Regions from separate parts of the Mus musculus genome. Here region 1 is linked to region 2. A link is a contact called in public promoter capture Hi-C data. All regions are on one chromosome and are shown on one strand. Each heading gives the region's core, a stretch centred on a gene start, on an enhancer-like site or on the middle of the called end of the contact. The rest is flanking DNA. Distances are from core to core; before and after follow the strand shown. Region 1 holds the start of Atp5g2 (ATP synthase, H+ transporting, mitochondrial F0 complex, subunit C2 (subunit 9)). Region 2 holds the start of Smarcd1 (SWI/SNF related, matrix associated, actin dependent regulator of chromatin, subfamily d, member 1).

What was found. Capture Hi-C pulls out chosen DNA fragments and counts their contacts.
Region 1: a promoter capture Hi-C map of adipose tissue shows a contact between it and region 2, with 2.5 times the contacts expected there. The contact joins the promoter of Atp5g2 here to the promoter of Smarcd1 in region 2. A contact is called at or near these places in 2 of 39 promoter capture datasets (erythroid cells and pre-B cells) and 1 of 9 other capture datasets (adipose tissue).

What each region holds. Positions count from the first base shown.
Region 1 is chr15:102,669,568-102,675,710 of GRCm38.p6, reverse strand. Atp5g2 (ATP synthase, H+ transporting, mitochondrial F0 complex, subunit C2 (subunit 9)) reads left to right here and starts at 4,664. Exons shown (of 5, transcript NM_026468.2): 1 at 4,664-4,693. It overlaps Mir688 (microRNA 688), which reads left to right and starts at 3,845; the gene lies at 3,845-3,919.
Region 2 is chr15:99,698,921-99,705,327 of GRCm38.p6, reverse strand. Smarcd1 (SWI/SNF related, matrix associated, actin dependent regulator of chromatin, subfamily d, member 1) reads right to left here and starts at 3,041. Exons shown (of 13, transcript NM_031842.2): 1 at 2,830-3,041; 2 at 2,035-2,222; 3 at 1,695-1,737; 4 at 1,468-1,590; 5 at 875-997. The coding sequence starts at 3,006. It overlaps Asic1 (acid-sensing (proton-gated) ion channel 1), which reads right to left. Exons shown (of 12, transcript NM_009597.2): 12 at 4,198-6,294. The coding sequence ends at 6,190. Gm34939 (predicted gene, 34939) reads left to right here and starts at 1,524. Exons shown (of 3, transcript NR_168656.1): 1 at 1,524-1,702; 2 at 1,826-2,086; 3 at 2,538-3,921.

The DNA.
Region 1 (6,143 bases), core at 3,415-5,914, 3.0 Mb before region 2:
AAAAAAAAAAAAAAAAAAAAAAAGAAAAAGAAAAAGAAAGAAAGAAAGAAAGAAAAGAAAAGAAAAGAAAAGAAAAGAAAAAGAAAAAAGAAAAGAAGAGAAAAACAAAACAAACAAAAAAGACTAGCTTTGTCTACATAGTGATTTAGGTCAGTTCTCTTGGGATTACAGGCAAAGTCAAATTTGAGGATATTACCGATTCATTATGTGACATTATGAGAAAAACTGTCTCAGAAAAAAAAATCCCTTTTTTTGTGATTTGTTTTTCCTATGCAGCCCAGGATGGCTCCTCCTGCCTGCCTCTTATCCTCACCTCTCTGCTGGGAAAATACTTTTGAGGACCTAATTTGTGACATTAAACATCCCACTGATCCCTACCTCCTCAGAAGCTGAAATATCAATGGTCCTTTCTTCACTCATACCTTGTGTCCTGCTACCTGGGAAACTAATTTAACAAGCCAAGAGCAAAGCCATCAGTCAGAGACCAGTATCCATCTCAGCCCCAGGAGTCTAACCAGGAGGTTGACATTAACTATCACAAATGGCCTTGAGGTAGATCTCAGTGCTAGAAATATACAGCTTTGTCTGCTGGAGGCTCTGGGTTCAAATCCCCAGCATCAAAAAGCAAGTACGAAAGGAGCTCAAGACCAAGAAGGAGTCATTGCTGAAGTACAAAGACATAAAAGTTGTAAAAGGAAAGACTTTTGGAAAGTTAACACTGGATAGGTTCTTCCTTCTGTAAATTCTTTTAAACTTGGAAAATAGAGTGTTGAGAGATGGAGTAACTCAGTAGTCACTCAGCTCAGTAGTAGTAGTAGAGCTGGAACTGGGCTCCTGAGCGGCTTCCTCCAAGCCAGGAGTTCATTCTGTGCTCACTGCCTCTAGCAAAATTACATAGCTTGCTTTTAAATCATCAGAATAAGAAATAAACTATGCAACCCTTTATACACACACATATACATACACATACATACATATACACACACACACACACACACACACGTGTGTGTGTGTGTGTTGTTTTTTGAGACAGGGTCTCTCTATTTAGATCTGGCTGTCCTAGAACTTACTATGTAGACCAGGCTAGCCTTAAAATCACAGAGCTTTGCCTCCCAAGTACTGGGATTGAAGACACATCACACCTGGCTCTCTGGAAATATTTTTAACTGACAAATAATAATTGTGTTTATTGATCAGGGTGTGGTAGCACATGGGTCTTGAATCCCAGCACTCAGAAAGCAGAGACAGGTGCAAGTTTGAGGGCAGTCTGATTTACATAATGAGTGCCAGGGCTGAGTAGAGAGACTCTGGCTCAAAACAAACAAAAAAAGTGTATATTTATGGGCATAATGTGATGTTTTGATCTACATATTCATTATAGAAAGACTCTATGTAGCTGATTAACATACACTTTATCCAGTCAATTCATTTGTATATGTCAGAGAAAACCTTAAAATTTATTTCAGCAGCCTTGAAATATCCAACACATTAAATGTAGTTAACTGCCAAGTTACTAAACCGTCTTTCTTCAAACTGTAACTTTGTATCCTTTGATCAACATCTCCCTTTTCTCCATCTCATCACTTGACATCTTTTATACCTTCGGTCGGTCCCTTTTATGTTTCTTCCTGTGAATCCTCCTGTCTGAGGTTTCATATTGAACAGAGCTAGCTGTGCCTGTATGATTTTGATTTTTTTCTTCTCTTAACTACTCTGTCTCCCGGCCAAAGGCAAATATATTCAAGACAATCAAGATTCTTTCTTGGTGACCTTTGAGGAAAAGAACTCATGGAATTTCGATACGTGGGATGCCAAACCTCCTCCTAACCTACCGGTCAATTAAAAGAGGTCTCTGTTCCCCTGAGGGTTGTTAACCAATCGGAGGAAAGGAAAGATCAATCTCATTTCTCCGTCACTCTACTGCAGGGAGGCTGCTAACCAGTTAGAATTTGCCACTAGAAGTCATTAGGAAAACTGGCCAATCAGACCAACCTTGTTACATGGCCTGGTCCGGAAGAGACCGGGACTGATTGGAAGGGATGGTTCTCGCTCCACACCCTTTCCTCCCAGGACCGCAGGTTCCCTAGTTGTTGAGAGAAGGACCCTTCCCAAGCCCAGGGTTAAGAATATCCCTAGACCCCACTCCCTCACGTGCCTCAATTCAGTTTTTTGGCATGCCCCTGCTCTCTTATTGTCTAATTTCCTGCTTTAAACCTTGTTGCAGAAGCCCTCAGGATTTTCAGCTTCACAGATTACCCATCACTATGTCAACTAACTGGTTTTGCATGATTTATGTGATTGAAAAAGTTTTGTAATATTTGAATCTCTTTCAGGAGATAACCGTGCAAGGACCCTTCACAATAAACAGTCTCACGGGAGCATGACAGAATTAAATTGCAGTGATCGTAACTATAATACTAACGATAATGATTATGGCGATTATTGAACTTTTACTGAGTACCAAGCCCTCTGCTAAAAGCTTCATGTACATTATTATCTCAATATAGGCTGCAGGGTAAGCGCTGTTATTATACCCAATTTTAAAAGGAGAGGGGAAAAATGACTTAAAAGGGTTAAATAACTTGCCCAAGGTCACATGTGATTTGGGAACTCAGGTTTGTCTAACTAAATCCTACCACTCGGGCCAGGGAATTATCAGACTCTGCAGTAACTTTTAGGAGAAGCCAGGGTTAGCTCCTCACAGGCCCTTTCTCTGATTCATCCTCCTCCGGGATTTTGTTAGCGATATATATACGAGATCTCTAAATTGTCGCAACCAACAGCTGCAACACCATTTGGTGGCGGCAGCTCCTAAGAACTATAGATTGTGCCTCTTAGGGTATGAAACTAAGAGCTACAAAGAATTCAGTTTTTGGCGGAGCGGGGTGTTCAGGGAACCTCAAGGGACCAACTCCTAAGCCCTGCTAGCCTGGGCCCCTCAGAGGGTGGCGGGTTTGCCTTTTCTCACACGGCATCTCACACTGCTTAGTACTTGGAAAAATACCTGTTGCTTCCTAAAGATCCCGGTTCTGCCCCTGCCCAGGTCAACAACTGGCACTGGAGGGAGATTTGGGGACCTCAGGAGAACCTGCGAGCATCCTAATCCAGCTGAAATCCAAGGTTTAGGAAAGGCGGGGAGTCCTCCACCCTCTTCTTCCATTTCTCCCCACACTTTCCCTCCCTTTCAGGAGCTCAGGGCCATAAAAATGCAGATGGAGGATCGGTGTGAAATAACGGGCCCATATAAATCCCTCTGCCGCCCGCCTGCAAGATGGATTGGCCGCATTGAAATTCCTCCGCGAGGATAATTAAACTCGGGGCCTCATCCGGGCAAAATTACATTCCTGTAATGGCGTCGCTCGGGGTCCCGGGAAATTGCTCCGTGGGCTTTCAGCGGCGGTTTTTATCGCCGGCCGGGGTGTGCCTGGCTGCGGCTCGCCTCTCCTCCGGGACCGTAAAGCTGCTGCCGTGATTTATCCTCCCCTTCTCCCAAATCCGATTAAATGGAGGAGCTTGGGGCCGGGGCGCCGCGGGGCCGGGGGCCGGGAGGGGGTGGCGGGAAGGACGGGGCCAAGGAGGGGAGGACAAACGGCCCCTCAGAGGGTGGCGGATTTGCCTTTATTTACAGCCGCGGCTTTCTTTTTATTTTTTTATGGGGGTTTGGTGAGCTCTTCCCGTCTTTCTCGCGCTGCGTCCAAGCACCCTAACCGGACAGCCGGGCTAAGGGGCTGGGTCAGCCTTGCAGCCGTCTGCTAGGCTCGTGCGTTCCTGCGTGTACACAAAGGCCTGCTCCAGGACTAGCGCAGGAAAGCCCCCGCCCACCGCCACTGGGGGAGGGACGGGCGAAAGGGCAGTGAAGAAAAGTAGGGGCTTGCTTGGGGAGAGCACCTCGCAGGCGACTACTTATTCCAGCTCGCCCCCCAGCAAGTCCGACAGGAGGTAAACTGGTCGCCTGGGGTGACTTCGCACCCCTACTGCAGGCCACAGGTGCGGTTATCCCTAATTGATCCCAGGACTCACAAAAGGGAGAATCAGGCCTTGTTTACCCCCCCAGTCTTATGACTCGAAGATGCTGGGTTTTTTTCATGCTTTGCTCATCAACGAGATAGGGAAAACAAAAATAAAAATAAGTTAAAGCAGAAACTGCCATGGCATTTTGCTAATAGCATTGGGCCAGTTCCCATCTCCCACCCAACGTTGCCAGTGTCCTGAGGGTGACAAGAAGCCAAGAGTTCTGTGATTTTATTTTCCCCTGCTACATTTTAGGCACTGAACCCCAATCCCTACTGTATGCTATAAACAATTTCCGAGTAGACTGGGTAGGGTGTTTTTTGGTTTTTTTTTTTTTCCTTAACTTTGCGCATGCTCGGAAAGGGGACTCGAGTCCAAGACTCCAAAAATGCTGTGCAGTCCACAGTTCCACCACGTTGCAGATCAGCAAGAGTTGGCGGCTCTTCCGTGCACGGTGGGCTCCTTTTGCAGTTTCTCCTGTTGGACGCCAGGTGGAGTGCTTGTCCCCCAAGACACCACCAACCTGGCAGAGGGAGCTGTGGCGTCCCGGCCGATCCTCTAGCTTGTGTCCACTCTATCCATGGAGAAAAGCGACTCGTTGGCTCCGGCCGCGCATGCGCAGAGCCTTCCCTCGCGCTTCCCGCGCCCCCGCCCCTCTCTGTCTTCTCTGCCCTGGGAGCAGGTAAGGCCTTGAGGCCTCGCGTCCTCTTCGTGCCGCGCAGGCGCGCGCAGCAGTACCCCTTGCGAGGACGCGTGGCCGCCCTGACCTTGCTAGCTCCCACGCGGGTCCCTGAGCCCTCGCGGTCCCGGCATCCCCACGCGGAGGGCTACCCCTTCCTCGTGCCGATGACCTCTAACCGCGCGGGCCTGGCGCCATCTTGGGTGTCTCACGGGGGTTGGGGGCTCTGCGGCCGGCGAAAGGCAGATGCTGGCGAGCGTGTTCTCTCCGGGCGCGAACCAAGGCTTTTATGGGTGCTCTTCGCTCACCCACACGCCTTTCACCATTGTCATGACCCCAGACTCTCCCCTCCTACCTTTGCCTCCCCTTGTCATCCTGAATCAAAATAGCCTTTATTTTTTATTTTTTTGAAGCTTGCAGACTTTGAACCTCAGGACCTCTGGCGCAGTCAAGCTAGTTCACCGTCCAAAGCCATCATCTCCCTAGTCAGCATCCTTCAGTTTGAAATAAACTGAACGTGGTAGAGAGTAACAGAACAGGCTAACCGGCCTGTGCACAGGTGGCAGGAGTGAGGCCTGAGCGAGGCCTGTTCCCTTAGAAACTGGTTGCCTCTAATGAAGGCCCTGACATACTAATGAAGTTAGAAATAAAATCTTAAATGGTGGAAATGGAGGTTTCTGTTAGGCAGCAAGCCCAGAAGATGGGAGCAATACGAGCTTTAGAATTTATACCTGCCAGCTAGTGGGAAGGTTTAAGGAACGGAATGGTTAAGTGGGGAATTCTCATTGTGGAGGGTTTCATTGCTCTGGTGTGGGCTTGCCCATATTAAGTGACCACTGGAAGGGCTCGCCGAATGATACGCTTGGGTTTATTACACACCAGCAACAGATTATACTATTCCATATGTTTGTAAACTATTAAATTTAATTCCCCTACTTTTTTTTTTTTTTAAGAATTGTTTACTGAGTTCTCTGCAAGCAAGCAGTGGGTTGGGCAGTAATTAGAGTATTGCCAGAACTACATTTTATAAGTTACCATGTTAAAACTTGTTTTTGGAAAAACGTCTTCCATTTTATTTTGGCTTCTTGACTCTAACCCACGTTTACCTCAAATTTATGATCCTTCTGCATCAGCCTCCCCAGTGCTAGGATCACTTGCACATACCACCATGCCTAACTTCAGACCTCCCTTTATTCACGTGTATGGTGACATGTATGCATGCATGCTGAGAGGTTAATGTGGGGGGCATTTCCACTCCACCCTCACCTTTCGAGACAGGATGTCTTACTGACCTGAAGCTCATCGACTCTGATTGCAAGCCAGTCAGCTTCAGGCCACCTGCTTCCATAGGTACCCAGCGCACGGGGTGTGGCAGGCACCATCATCTAAGCCATCAACCCAGCTTAAGCCTCTATTGCAAAAGTTTTAAAGAAGTACTGGGTTTCGACTCAAT
Region 2 (6,407 bases), core at 1,792-4,291:
AAAAAAAAAGAAGCAATTTCTAACTCCACTGGGGAAATATCTTCTGGTTATGGCTAGGCAGCCACTAAGTCAGTCCTGGCCACAGCAGTGCACTAACAATGGCAGGGTCTCCGACTTCCGACTGAGAAGGGAGGCAAGTTAAGCCCGACCATTAACACAACAAAGCACACTGGAACAGAGAAGAGCCTGGCAGCAGAGGGCAAATGAATCACAGGCAAAAGGCAGTGGAACAAAATCTGCCTTTATCTGGACAGAACACATGACCAGCAAACAGCCCGGACTACCCACAGGAGGCTCTGGTTCTCCAGCAAAAGTGCACTCGAACGAGCTCACTTGCACAGCTAAATATAGTGCCAGAGCGCAGCACTGGGTGAGCATGAGCTGCTGGGTGGAGAGTTTGGGGGTGCTCATTAGTCTGATGATCCCCTTGGAGCAACAGAGAGCCAAGCCTTTGGGGGACTCTCACACTTAAACTGTGGTACCTCCAAGGAAAGTTGGGAACACAGAAATAACCTCAAGGATTCAAGGGAGGAAACATGGCCTCAAAGGCTCAGCACAGATGGGTGGCGGGCAGGGATGGGGACCACTGAGATCATCCACTGATACTGCTAAATCCAAAGGGCAGCATCACCAGGGCCAAGTCAACAGCAACCCAGACCCCAGGACAAAACCGTGCAGCTGAGGAAGCAGACACAAAGGACCATTGTCTTTGTATGCAGGGAACACAGCCCCCCAGCCCCCTCCCGGAAGCTCCCAGCAGGAGTGGTGAACTGCAGTCAGGTTTCCTGCTGAGCACACCGCACCAAGCACCCGGCACAGTGCCACCCCTGCAGCTCCCTCCCTGAGCACCAACCACAGTGGACCTTGAACTCACGTCCTCCAGGAGCCGGCCTTCTACCCGGAGCTCCCAGGAAGCCACCGTCCCTTCCCCATCCTCCGCGTCCGACTTAGCCGGATTGAACGTGTTAGAAATGAAAATTCGCAGCTTCCGTTTTTGCTGAGGAAGGCAGAAACAGGATCGACAGTGGAGCTTCGGTAGTAAAGGTCCCCTAAAACTCCCAAGTGACTCCTCACTGGCTGGCTCACTACAGGGGACAGAGACTCCACTCGGAAGTGTACAGTCCCGACCTGAGCCTGGGTGCAAGTGAATGCACCAGGGGACTAGGGAGACAAAATTGTGCAAAGTGGCATGTTCCCAAGGTAGCAAGTGGTTACAGCAAAAAGCGCGCACGGGTCTATTTCTGTCTAGAGCCCTGGATAGCTCCCCCCCAACCCCCCACCCCCGCCCCTTTCCCTGCCAGCTGTTAGACTCCTATGCTCCTAATGTAATTCCTGGTTTGTAGGCGGAAGGGAAAGATGCAATTTAAATGCCACAGAGAGCTGTGCTGTGCCTTTGATTTTTCCATCCTGAGCTGGAGAGAGACCTGGGCCCCTCCCTTGACCCTCAGCCTGGTACTGTCCTGTTACCTTGATGGGACGTTTCAAGGCCTCCTGGATATCTAGCCGCTTCCTCATAATAGTCTGGTCCAGTTTCCTTTCAAAAGCCAGGAGATCCATGTAGGCCTGTGATTCTGGGACCAGTTCCCGAATCTTAGGAACAGAAAGACAGAGATGGGATGGGGCAGCCCTCGTTCTGACCACTTCTATTCTCAAAGCCACTACCCCTTCAAGGAGACCTCTGCAGCTGCACTCACCCTTTGAGGTAGGATTTTGTCAGCCATCTTCTTTTTCTTTGCACTGTTCAGAATAAATACTGTGATCAGGTTGGGATAGGAACTAGTCAGAACGTGAGCAGTGTTGTGAGCACCTTTGTTTATGGTTACAGCCAAGGCCTACGAAATGACTCTCCATTTAAAGACGCTACCTCTCCCATGACCACCAAAACTCCACTGCATCATGAGGCCCTGTTAGTCCCTGCAGCACCGTTTGGTGCCACAGCGCTGACTTCCTGGTTCTGCATGCCCACCACCAGCATCCTCACAGGCCTCCTCTCCCCCATACCCTTCTTTCCTTCACCCCCAGGGGTCATCTTACTTGTGATTTCGATTTTGGACCGCCTGCTGCTGGACCTGCTGGATCTGTTGAGGTGCAGGTCTCTTGCGGGACTGGTCCATCCCTGACTGGGCCAGACCAGGTCGGACTGAAGGGTTCCCCCCATAGCCAGGAGGTCCCATGGAAGGTCCCTGAGGTGTCATTCGGCTACCTGGCAGCATACCTGGTCTCTACAGAAGGGAGAGGACCCAGAAATGTCATACTTTTCCTTGCTAGCCCCACCAAGAAAGGAAAAATGGTGGCAGCCTGGATTTCAGGAGTGGGTTAGGGCTGGGGGTGGGGTGGGGGGACAACAAGACAGTCCTTTGCTTCTTTGAAATACAGTCACTGGACCTTCAGTGATTTCATTGCATATAGTCTAAAAACTAGATTATACTCAATTTTTCTGGTCTATGCTGGATCTGACTCACCAGACATGTCTAGTCAGCCCTACATTTCTTTTTTTACTAGCTACTGTCTCCTCTAAAGCTGACCTCCATTTGCAGCTATAACAGCCTGGGTATTCCTGGGGACACGGGGGCTGCCCACTCCCCTCTGCATTCCATGACCATCCCAGGGCCCACTTCGCCCACCCTGGTTCCACACTCACTCCTCACATGGAAACAATGCCGCCAGGAGCAGGTAAGGATGCTAACCTCCTCCCCCCCCACACACCTCCACTCCCGGCCCGAGCCCCTCCCCAGGGAGTCCCTCCCACTTCTCCCTCACCCCTGTCAGTCCTCCGCCCTCGCTCGGCCCCGCCCCCGGCCCGCGCGCCCCTCCTCCTGTCCCACTCACCGGATAGGCCGCCCCGGGCATCGGAGAGCGGTACAGCCCTTGACCCGGCGCCGGGCCCATTCGCACGGGAGGCCCGGGAGTTCCGCCCGGGCCCAGAGCAGCCGCCACGCCCGCTCCTCCTGAGGCTCCCGCGCCGCCGCTCGGAGCCACAGACTGGAAACCCGCCCGGGCCGCCATCTTCCCGGAGCCGCCGCTGCAGCTGCACAAAGAACCGGAACCGGAACTCCCCCCGCCCCCCGCGCGCCCCCCGAGCGCCTGGGCTGTTTGTGGGCCCGGCCCGCCGGCGGGCACAGGCGGCTCGGAGCAGCGAGACTACGGGCTAGAGGGGGCGACTAGCGGGAAAGGCGTGCTGACCACTCCCTCCCGCCTTCACGGGCCAGGAGGGAGCACCATAGAGAAGCGGTGTGCGGATAAAGAGGTGCCGGGAGCGAGCGCCTCCACGCGGTTGGAGGACGGTAAAAAGCCTTGCAGAGAGCCCAGCCCATCCGGCTGGCGGCTGGAGTGATGCTTCACCTTGGCCCAGTGCATTTACCTCTCCAAAGCATTCTGGTTGCCTTGCTTTTCGTTCTCCTACTGCTCAGACTCCGGGTACTAAAGAGGAAAACGTGCTGTTTGTTCGTTCGGGAAAAGTAGAACTCGAAGGAGATCAATGTCGTGGCAAAGACAAATCAGCAAGAGAAAACCCATGCCGGGCCGTGGTGGCGCACGCCTTTAATCCCAGCACTTGGGAGGCAGAGGCAGGCGGATTTCTGAGTTCGAGGCCAGCCTGGTCTACAGAGTGAGTTCCAGGACAGCCAGGGATACACAGAGAAGGCTCGGGACCCTTCACCTCAGACGTTTAACTTAAGATTTTGATGCGTTTTTTCCCGTGACTTTTCTCCAAAGAGTCCTGGATATTTGTTGCCATAGATAACTGCTGGTCCCCTGCCCAGTGATCAGACGAATCCTGAGCCTGTCTTTTCCCAGCAGGATCAGTGTTTACCTGATCAAGTATGTAGGGTCTGGTGTAGCCCAATCTAGCGTTAAACTCACTGTGTAATGGAAGATAGCTGCTCCATCTCCTACCTGCTGGAATTACAGGTATAACCACCACACCGGGCTACCACTCAAATTCCCTTACTCTAGTTGTGTGGCTCTCAAGGCAAGCTCCATTCTAAAGGTAACACCCACAGTTTGCAACTAAAAACAGCACTGGGCAGGATAATGGCAGCTCAGGCTTTTAATCCCAGCATTTTGGGAGGCAGGAGGATCTCTGTGAGAGTTCGAGGCCAGCCTGGACTACAGAGCCGTTCCAGGACAGCCAGGGCTACACAGAGAAACCCTGTCTCAAAACAAACCAAACAACAAACAGAAAACCAACACTGAAGAGATGGTTGAAACCCAGTTTATTAGACCAGAGGCATGCGTCACCCAGAGCCCCTCCTGCTGCCCCCCCAGCCAGTGTACATTTCTCAGCTTTGCCCTGTTTCTTTCTGGGGAGTTCTGATCTCTAAACAACTCTTGAGAACCAAGAGGTCTCAAAGATGCCAAAGCCTTGCTCTCTGGCTCCAGGCCAACGTACACAGGTGATCTGCCCATAAGTCCTGTTTTGGGATTAGAGACCAAGAGACAGTGGGGACAGAGAAGGCCAGGAATGAGATTGGAGAGCTGGCCTGGGAAGGGTGTCTGGTTGAGGAGGCCCTCTACCTCACCTTGTGGCCCCCTTAGGGTAGGGACACACAACAGCACGTCTTTCAACTTCTGCTCTAGGCCAATCTCTTTCCTCATGTGACCACGCCCTGACTCACCAGAAAATGCAAGCGGTGGGCCTGGGCATCAAGGTGAGGACTGGGCCCTGGGCACCCCGAAGAAAGAAAGGCCACTGAGTCAGGGCTCCGGCTTCTGGCTGTGGGTACCCACCGCCCAGCTGCAAGAGGGAGTCACCAATCCCCAGCCTCCCTCCCCACCTCCCGTCTGTAACTCTCTCCGCTTAGTGTCCTCCATTCCTGGGTAGGAGCTACCTCTCCAGCAGTCACTTCCCTCAGGGAGGCCACAGTCAGCCAGGCAAAGGGCACTGGGATAGGTGGAGCAAGGTAGAGGGTATGTTAAGGCTGTGGGGAGGGCAGAGGGTGCCCCGGTCGTGGGGGCAAAGGGCGAGGCCAGAAAGAGGCAGAGCTTGTAATTCACAGCTTCCTTTATGTCGCCACCGAGACAGTGCGAAGGTTACAATGCGCGTGTCATCTCCTTGTGCTTCTCAGAGGGATGTGTGTACACAGTACAGTACAGACACCAGGGGAGAATCCAGCTCTTTATACGGGCAAAGGCATTCAGAGACAGGAGAATGGGGGAGAGACAGAAGGGAGAACTAGGGGCGGGAGGGCGGTTCTTGGAGACAAGAGGGAATGGAGGGGGAGACAAACAGGGCCGGAGGGGAGTATATACAAGGTTATAGTAATATAGAGTCTGTATCATATAGAAATAGAAAATGCAGATGAGGTTGCCGAGAGAAGCGGATGACGTCGGGGAAGAGGACTTGGGATTGTTCCATAAGAAAATTTATGGATGTGGCCTTCTGCAAAGGCCTCTGAGAGAGAAGCCAGTGAGGTCAGGCGGCCGTGCCCCTCTCCCTGAGCCGGGCGCTAACCAGCCAGGTCTTCTGGGGGATGTCACAGAGGGTTGCCTCTTGGGATCTCTCTCCAGCAGCTTTGGGGTGGAGGTGACTTACAGATATTGGGATGTGGCCTACAGCACCAGGGCCACATGGAGTCCCAATCTCTACTTCTTCAGGAAATCCTCTGCCCCGTAAAGATTCCGTATGCTTGAGGGAGCAGTAACTGGGCACGGAGTCCTTACCTGGAGACTTGGGCTCGTGGGGAGTCACCCGGCTGAGAGCATCTCTTAAGGCTAGGGAAGCCCCCACACCAGCCCTCTCCCTTAAGGTACATTCTCTGGTTTGGGGCCAAATTTCAGACCCTAGAGATCCCCTCCACCCCTCACTAGGAGGGGGCTTTGGTGACTGGAGGCAGCAGAATGTAGGTGGACACTCAGATGACATACAGCCAGACAGACAGAATTCAGGCTTGGAGCTGGGGGCGGCAGCGTGGAGCAGAGGGGCAGCCTGAGGTCGCGGCTGATCTCTCTCTCTCTCTCTCTCTCTCTCTCTCTCTCTCTCTCTTTATATTAGTTTAATTTTGTTAAAATAAAAAGATGAGATAGAGGCTGGGAGAGGACTCTGGTCAAGACTCCTTTCTCACCACAGACAAGAGGGAACCACTGCCCAGGGATGCAGTTTAAGTCCCCAGGGTAGCTGGGGGCAGTTAGGTACCCCTTGCTCCCCCAGCCCTCCCCACCTAGGCCTTTGGTACAGCGGCTGGCGAGGGCTTAGCAGGTAAAGTCCTCAAACGTGCCTCGAGCGGGATGGTGAGGTAGGATGTTGGCAGCGTACGTCATCCCGGCAGGATGTCCTCGGAGGCTCTCGCAGGGATTCTAAGAGAAGGACATAAGACAGGAACGAGTTACAGAAAGGGATACAGGAAAGACAGGTGGTGTGGAGATGGAGTTGGTTTGAGGCTGTGGGGGAAGGGTACACAGGAGGTCGC